2 separate regions of the Sus scrofa genome follow, and region 2 is linked to region 1. A link is a contact called in public HiChIP or PLAC-seq data. All regions are on one chromosome and are shown on one strand. Each heading gives the region's core, a stretch centred on a gene start, on an enhancer-like site or on the middle of the called end of the contact. The rest is flanking DNA. Distances are from core to core; before and after follow the strand shown. Region 1 holds the start of LOC110255360 (interferon-induced very large GTPase 1-like). Region 2 holds the start of LOC733579 (tripartite motif protein TRIM5).

Region 1 (4,390 bases), core at 1,437-3,936:
AAGAAAAAATTGATCAATTAGACCTAACCAAAGTGAAGAAAATTTTGCTCTCTGAAAAGCACATTAGGAAAATTAAAAGGCTAGCTGAAGAATAGAAGAAAATATTTTCTTTTTTTTCTTTCTTTCTTTCCTTCTTTTTTTTTTTTTTTTTTTTGTCTTTTTGCTATTTCTTGGGCCGCTCCCACCGGCATATGGAGGTTCCCAGGCTAGGGGTCCAGTCGGAGCTGTAGCTGCCAGCCTATGCCAGAGCCACAGCAACGTGGGATCCAAACCGTGTCTGCAACCTACACCACAGCTCACGGCAACGCCGGATCCTTAACCCACTGAGCGAGGGCTGGGATGGAACCCGCACCTCATGGTTCCTAGTCGGATTCGTTAACCACTGTGCCACGACGGGAAATCCAGAAAATATTTTCAATGCATATATCTGACAAAGGACTGGTATCTAGGTTCTGTAGATTCTTATAGTTAATAAAATGTGAGATAATGCAGAAAGAAAGGGGCAGAGTTTGAATAGACAAGGAAATGGTACACACTCATCAGAAAGGCTCAAGTAAAAAGACTAACAATATCAAGTAGCAGGAGGGGGTACAGAGCAGCTAGAACATGCATCACTGTTGGAGGTAACCACTTTTTTTTGGGGGGTGCACCCAGGGGATGCAGAAGTTCTTAGGGCCAGACATCAAAGGCAAGCCACAGCAGTGACAATGCTGATCCGTAACTGTTAGGCCACCAGGGAGTTCCCATTAGTAACCCCTTTAAAAACTTGTTTGGCAATTCTTAAGAAGTGAAACATGCATATACCACACAATTCAGACACTTCACTACTAGATACCTATCTAAGAAAACCGAAAATGTATGTCCACGCAATGATTTATGTATGGATTTCACAGCAGCTTTTCTCATAACAGCCAAAAAACTGGAAGTACCCTAAATGTCCATAAAGGGCTATCACCAGAGATAACTTTTTATATCAGAGAGGTGTTTGTCTGCATGGCATGGTAAACATTTTTTACCAGTCCTGTGCTGGTCTCTCCTCTTCCTGTGAATTGCCATCCTCCCCTTTGAAGCTTCCTTCTCCTTAGCTCAGGATGGTACGTAAGCCTCAATTGCCTGAGTGCCTTTGACCTTCCTGTTTTGGCGGGGTTCCTGTGAGCATGTAATTAAATTTGGCTTTTTCCTGTTAATGTCTTTTTTTTTTTGTCTTTTTGCCATTTTCTTGGGCCGCTCCCGCGGCACAAGGAGGTTCCCAGGCTAGGGGTCCAATCGGAGCTGTAGCCACTGGCCTACACCAGAGCCACAGCAACGCGGGATCCGAGCCGCGTCTGCAACCCACACCACAGCTCACGGGAACGCCTGATCCTTAACCCACTGAGGAGGCCAGGGATCGAATCTGCAACCTCATGGTTCCTAGTTGGATTCGTTAACCACTGAGCCACGACGGGAACGCCTTCCTGTTAATGTCTTATATCAGTTCAGTTGTTAGACTAGCCAAAAGAAATCTAGAAGGGAATTTCTTTCCCTCCGCTATAACATATTACAGGAGTGCTTCCCAGGACCCTATACCCCTAAACAATTCAAGTTTCTTATTTGTGAAGCCTTCCATTCATCTTCCAGATGGCGTTAATAGCCCTCTTCTCTGTGCTTACCATAGCACCTGTTCCTTACATGAATCATAGGACAGTGTGAAACTTTTCCTGAATCCTTTACTCCTGGAAAGCAGTGATGGTTAAGGAAGTCCATCCACCCTTTGTGTTCTAAGAATTAGCTTATCGCAAAGACCCGCTGCTGCTCCCCGTAAGACTTAGATGAGACTCACGCACGTGTCCCTTTATTTCTTATCTTGAGGCCAGACGCAGACCTTTGAAGTCCCATTCTTGGACTCAGAAAGGATTAGCTGAGCTGTTTGCCCCCCGATCAATTAAAAGGTGCTTGAAACTAAACATAAGTAAAGCTTCTCTCCTTTCTCTAGTCCCCTTAATTTGACCCCCATCTCCTGACCCAGCATGCAACCTCCCCTTCGTGATTCTTCCTAAGAGTACAACAGCCCCTGATCATCTCACTACCTAGAGGTATGTTCTTTGATGCCCCTTTCCCATAGTGGGAGAAAATTCCTTCTGCCTGGCCTTTGAGATGCTTGCAGCTCTATGTTTGTTTTATTTATTGCACTGGTCTCCTTCCCCGTATTGCAATAATTCTCTGAAAGTCCCTTTTTCCCTGTCTAGATTTATTTTTATTTTTAGTATGAATTACCAAATTGTTTAATTTACCAAGCTGTCTTTCAATAGCGCACTCCCTTTCCACCAGATTCGGAGCTGCTTATTGGAGTCCTGAGAATGCCAGATTCTATTTCTGATCATGCCTTAATCTGCCTGTGTTTCCTGGGTTTCTGACGGTCTCTATGCCTGTTTCCATCGAGCTCTGTTTCTGGTTTGGTCTCTGAGTATGTTGTTTTCTCTCTCTGTCTACCTCATTTCCCTCCTTCGCCGTCACCTACCTGTCTTCTTGAAGCCAAGCTCCTGTCCTCAAGGTGCTCCAAAGAGACTAGAGAGAAAGCAGAGAAGGTTCCTTCCTGGAGTCTGGGAGTTTGCAGGCTGAAATCTCCAGCCTAGACTTTCAGCGCCCTCTGTGCTGACAGAGCCTTATTTATCCTCCAAGCCAGAAGTGAAAAACTGGTTTCACTTTTGCTTTTTTTGTCCTAAAAAAAAATCAGCTGATTTAAAGGAATCGGTTGCTGTTTATTTATTTATTTATTTATGTTATGATTCCTAGGTGTTGAAATTACTGCAAATGGAAGAGTAATGGTGTGTGTGTGTGTGTGTGTGTGTGTGTGTGTGTGTGTGAGAGAGAGAGAGAGAGAGAGAGAGAGAGAGAGAGAAGAGAGAGGGAATGGTGGGGTGGGGTGAATTCTGCATGAAGAGCATGGCAGAAACAAGATTGGGAAAGAATTTGGGAGAAGAGATGCGGGCACATTAGGCTGTCTTCCTCAGGGAACCTGCTGTAACTCTTTTTAGTTCTCAAGCCAGTCACCGGAGGACAAACAGGGAAGCATGTGCCCAGGGCTCGTGAAACTTGTTCCTCTCTATTTCCCATAAAAGACCTTCTTGCTAGACTTAGCTGTTTTCCTTGTGGTTGATCTGAAAATTAACAAATTTCCAACAGTGTTTAGATTTGGACGATTCAGCATTAAAGGGAGCTAACTCTTGAAAGCAGTTTGTGTGTTTATGGTGGGAAAGAGAATTTCACTCTTCCGTTTCCTATTAGAGTTTTTAGTAATGTTAAAAATCTGACTGTTTTCTCTCACACCTAAATCCTATGTAAAGCATTATGTTTCATTGACTATTAAATTTCTCCATGATCTAATTCATTATAATGTTGCTTATAGATCAGTACCTCCTGCTTCCTTGTTCTTCTATTTTAAGCTTTCCAGGTCTGACACATGTAGTCTTCCGGGTAAACCCACATTCATCTTCTCCAGTTCTCCGGGAAGTCCTACCCATATCACCCCATAATTCCCCCTCCTGCTCCCAGTACACCTGCAAAACTCCAACTGCGTGGACCGCTCCCGATCGCTTCACGGCTGTCCTCTCAGAGCATTTATCACACTCGCACAGTGCTCCCACCACAGGTGCTGCGTGGTAGCCCTCGATGGTCTCTTACATCCTCCCATCCCCCAAACCTCAAACATCCTACCTCCCTGTGCTCCAACCAGTTGGGGGGGGGGCGGGGTCAGTCTTATTCATCTTTATACCCCAGACATGAAATATATAGATGAACAAAATGTATGGTGATTAAGTAAGGAAATTAGCTTATCTTGCTGAGCTTGTTTCCTCAGTTATATGTGCGGATATTAATAGGTATTTTAGTGAGTTGACATGAGGCACAAAGAAGGTATAGGGGGGCTGGCATGGTGTCCTTCCAATAAGACTTATTTTTTCCCACTTTTAGATTAAGAGCATAGCTGTTTTCTAATAAGCAAGAGTTTTAATGTCTGTCATTAGTTTGAGTTCAGGATCCGACAGTTACTGGTACATTTGCTTGAGTCTTGGGTGGGAGGGTGAGCTAAATAAGGGAGAAGCGGCCAAGTGATGGCATGAGTGTGTACCAGGGGCACTGGCTACCACCCCTGATGTTAATGCGGATAAAACCAGTTCATCTCGCTCAGTGCTTACGTAGCCGAAAGCAGATAGTCAGATATGAATTCTTTTTTCCTGGGTGCATAATTGGTCTGAAGGTCAAATCTATCAGAACCCGGGACGCCAAGTGGAGCATCTGCAGCTGCCGTGTTCCCCCCAGTGTTTCCCTGGGACCTGAGTATAGTTTCTTCTGCATTCGTATGCTGGGCCTTGTATCAGCACCCCTGTCTTCTCTGTTGCTGTGCTCTGGGTCT
Region 2 (4,411 bases), core at 195-2,694, 1.2 Mb before region 1:
TACAGCAGAAATTAGCACAATACTGTAAATCAACTATATTTTAATTAAAAACGAGAAAAAAATAAAAAAATAAAAATAAACGTCTATAGGAAATGAGAAAAAAGAAATATATTTGTCTAAGGACCGGAGAAGAGCTAAAGCCCAGCTGAAGGAGGCCGGCAGGGCCGAAAAGTACAAATTCTTCCTCCTTCCACATTTTTGTTCTCTTCAGGCCCTTAGCAAATCGGCCCTTGCCCACCCACCTTGCGGACAGCAAACGACCTTACTGAGGGCACAGATGCAATTCTAATCTCATCTGGAAATGACACCCTCCCAGACACACCCAGAAAGCCGGTTGCATCTGGGAAGCCAATGATCCGGGCGAGTGGACTCCTAAAGTCAACCATCACACACATTTTCCTGCTGCCTTTTTATTACTCTAAGATCATGGGGATTATATGTTACATATTAGATGACGCAGCCCAGCAAATGGCACTTCATACAGTGTCATCTTTTTCAGCCTATTTAGCAAAAGGGTCCATGTGGCCACATGGCCTCCAGCTTCTGAAAGTCAGCTTTGGTGCCTTCCCACTCTGTGGTGGCCCCGCTAATGGGACCTGCCAGGACCCGGACTGGCCAGATTGGCTTAGTTCAGCTGGTGGACACATGCCGGGAGAGGGTGAGCCAGCACGGTTGCCTCCCGTGAGCCTAAGCCCTGAGTGCGGGTCTTCACTGGGTGAGGGGGGTACTTTCCTCCCCCTCTTGACAGATCGTGTGTAAAGACACAAGGCAAGGGGCTTGCGTGTGAAACTGCGTTGCTCAGGATGTCTCGTTATCCCGCGGATGGGTTAGTCTGAGGAGCCATGGGAACAACCTTCCGGGAGTAGCGCTGAGCTAAGGATAAAAATGCAGCCACTGGGGAGTTCCCGCTGTGGTACAGTGGGTTAAGAATCTTATAGCAGGAGTTCCCATTGTGGTGCAGCAGAAAAGAATCCGACCAGTATCCGTGAGGACGTGGGTTCAGTCCCTGGCCTCGCTCAGTGGGTCAGGGATCTGGTGTGGCCGTGAGCTGTGGTGCAAGAGAGCAGCTGTAGCTCTGATTCAAACCCTAGAGTGGGAACCTCCATATGCTGCAGGTGCAGCCCAAAAAGCAAAAAAAAAAAAAAAGAAAAACGAAAAAAGCAAAAAAGAATCCCATAGCAGCTTCTCAGGTCCCTGTGGCATGGGTATGGGTGGCAGGGCTGTGGCTCGGATTCAGGCCCTGACCTGGGAATTTCATGTGCTGTGGGTGTGGCCATAAACAAAACAACAACAGCAGCAGCAACAACAAAACCAGCCTGTGGCCCAGGCTCAGGCGCAAAAGCCTTGTCAAGTCTCAGGGACCCTCTGGGGAGGCCTGGCTTTGTCCTCTTGCTATACAGTTTCTCTTCTCCTTTCCTGCCCAAGCTCCACCTCCTAGAATTTAACTTTCGTTTTCCTTCAGCTGCCGCGGCAGGTCTTCTGGGTGGAGCCCGAGGTCAGTGAGTGGATCTGAGCCCATCTGCCCAGGCCCTCCGGTCCTTCTTCTCAGTATTGAAGAACACTGAGTGGTTGGTGGAAGGCAGAGTTGGGGAGACTCCGGAGGAAAACCTGAAGCTGCTTGGGTGAGTTGAACGGTTGTCTGGAGGCCGTTCCAGAGGGTGGAAAAAGCCCAGCTTGCAGGCTTCCTGCTGAGAGCAAGGCCGGACTGAAGGGCCCTCTGGGGGAGGGCGAGGCTTACAGGAAGGGAGGGGGGAAGGCAAGCCAGGCTTTGCTTGTTCCACGGAGGGACTGTGCATTTATCCAGGCCGGATCTACCCACCTGGCCTTCCTGGTCTGTACATGTGAATATGGCACCTTGCTGAAGACAGCCGGCATCCTTGACTGTTCAGAGCGAGAATGTGCCAGGAACCAGGGCAGGGGGGTCTTTGAGTCCTGATGGGTTAGTCCGTTGGTGTGACAGCATTTGCGCGGCGGGGGGGGGGGGTGGATTGGTTTCCATCCTCTTGGCCCCTCCGTGCTCGGGAGCCTAGTGGTGTGACTGTGGGCAGCTCTGCAGCCTCTTCTGTGTTCATGGGCTGGGACTTGAGGGGGATGAGAAATAATGGGAAGCCCCACCACCACAGGGGGAAGTAGCTCGCATCATGAACTGATAAAATGTCTGTCTCTGACCTTATTACTTATCAGTGGGTGACCTGGATGGTCGGCTTTGCAGCCAGGGGCGAACTAGGTGTTGCTTCTAGGCTATTTTCAGTATCTGCACCTTTAGCTAGCGTCTATTTCCCGTCCGTGTGCAGCCTCGTTCTTTGTCAGGGGCCCTTCCTGTGCAATGAACAGGGCACACAGGGAGACTCTCCGTAGTCTCGGTGTATCTCTATGTAGTTTCCATAGGTTCTCCTTTCCTTGTGCAGAAGAGCGAACTTTATCATTTGTCTCACACTGGAGTTCTTTCTTCTACCATTGAGCATGGGCAGCCGTCAAGACGTGAATATCTTCTGAGATCCCCCCTCTCTGTGTTGATGGTTTCTTAGCCTCATTTTCCTGGAGCCTCTGACAGAATTTCTCAACCTAGAAATTCAAGCTCCTCCTATTGAGTCCAGGTTGGAAAACGAACATGCTTGTAACTGTCATTCCGTGGTACCCACTCTAACCGACCACCAGCCGTGGTTTCCAATCGGGATTGCCGATCCTGCCCATGTAACCTCAAAAGACGTGAACTGCCAGGTTCCCTCGGGTTGACCCGGGGTTGCAGGACAGGAGGCACAGCAATGGCATGGCTGCCTCAGGTGAGCTCTCAGAGATGGTGCTTAAGTGGGTCAGGAGGTGAGTTTTCCCAGTCATCACAGCTTTGTAGGAAATAGACCAGATGCTTGTGTAACCAACTACTGGAGGTTAGAGAGGCCTAGTCCTGCGAAGGATGGGTTGCGTGGCCTCACAGCATGAGCACAGTTTCCAGGGGCTGACCTTTTCTTTCCCAAAAAAGACAGATTTGGCGGTAAGAGTCATAATCCTCTTGTGAAAAAAGGTCTACACTTGCCCACTGGCCTTTAAGATCTATATAGTCTTTGTAGCCCAAACGCACGTCACACATCAGGCTTGTTGTATTATCAACCATGTGGCCTCAAAGGCCACCGATCGTCCACTTGACTGTCACCCAGTAGGTTTCCAAGAAAAACAAAACAAATGAACAAAAGTTACGAGGAAGAGGGTAAACGCCAGTGTTATCTTTCCTGATGGGAAGAGTGAGCCCAGGCCTGAATTTAACCTTGTTCCCCCCCATGGACTCCAACACCCAGTCCCGTCCTTTTATATCTCTTCTGTCTCATCTGCTTCGCTGCATTGGCTTCCTCACCCCCCCGCCCCAGACGCTCACCAGCTCTGCCCTGAGCAGCTGTGCCTGCGTCCCACTCACCTTCCCAGCTCCACAATGGGACCGTCTAAGATCACAGCTCAAACATACTGCTAGTTAATGCCCCTACCTGTCTCCGGGGGGGAGACATTGATAACGTCCCCTTGCTCTTGGAAAAGAGTTTTTAAGTGGTACATAATTTAGTAAGCATCATATTTAAGGCCACTGTAGGCACTTGTGATACCAAAGGCCTGGGCCTTTTGTGCACACCAGCCACACTGGCATTTTGAAACGCCTGCAAGATGATATGTTTTCCAGCAACAGGTCGTTTCTTCGACCTAATATGTTTCTTCCTCACTCAGTCTTTGATTCCTTCATCTTTCTCTACCTTCAATTCAGTCGTTGCGTTTTCAAGTTGGAATTCTTGGATAATCCCTTATTTCCCCCACCCCCATCATCTGATCTCTGAACAACGTCAATCTAGTAGCATTTTCCACATCTGCTCTTTTGTATATGGACAGCCGAGCTTTAATCTACTACTAGTTTCCAGGTGAATCTCAGGTTAATAGTGGTTTACACCCTCTGTTGAGACTCGTCTTTCTGTTTATGGCTCTTGGTCCATTTGCCAGCATGGCATTCTTCTCAATGAGCATTTGTTAAGTGACCTTGTCTAATACTTGGAGGCTTTTTTTCTCGAGACCAGCATTCATTTCATCTGTAGTTCTGGTTTTTTTAAACACATCTGATGGACTTGATCTCATGAGGTCATTTATACCGTCTCCCTGCCCACTCTCCTTACGCATCTTTAGCCTCCTGTCGGTGTCGTTGGCGTGTTTCCAGGCCAAAGTGAGATCCATATCTACACATTCAAGACTTACCATTATCTTCCAGCTGAACTGGCCTCTTTGCTTCCCCACCCCCAGCCCCATCGCTCTGGGTATTAACTAGGTCCATGAAGCCAGCTCTCTTTGTCTTCGATTAACTTGGTGGGGTAGAAGACAGGCCTCTGAAAGAAGATCTCAAATATATGAGGTTCACCCTCATTCTGTCTATTGAAGGGCCACA

Evidence for each region. HiChIP or PLAC-seq counts read pairs in DNA pulled down with a chosen protein or histone mark.
Region 2: a contact with region 1 is called in an H3K27ac HiChIP or PLAC-seq map of alveolar macrophages. The contact joins the promoter of LOC733579 here to the promoter of LOC110255360 in region 1. A contact is called at or near these places in 1 of 5 promoter capture datasets (fetal liver) and 1 of 2 datasets of contacts at active chromatin or transcription factors (alveolar macrophages).

The regions. Positions count from the first base shown.
Region 1 is chr9:2,929,744-2,934,133 of Sscrofa11.1, reverse strand. LOC110255360 (interferon-induced very large GTPase 1-like) reads right to left here and starts at 2,686. Exons shown (of 3, transcript XM_021062326.1): 1 at 2,498-2,686.
Region 2 is chr9:4,167,266-4,171,676 of Sscrofa11.1, reverse strand. LOC733579 (tripartite motif protein TRIM5) reads left to right here and starts at 1,444. Exons shown (of 8, transcript NM_001044532.1): 1 at 1,444-1,622.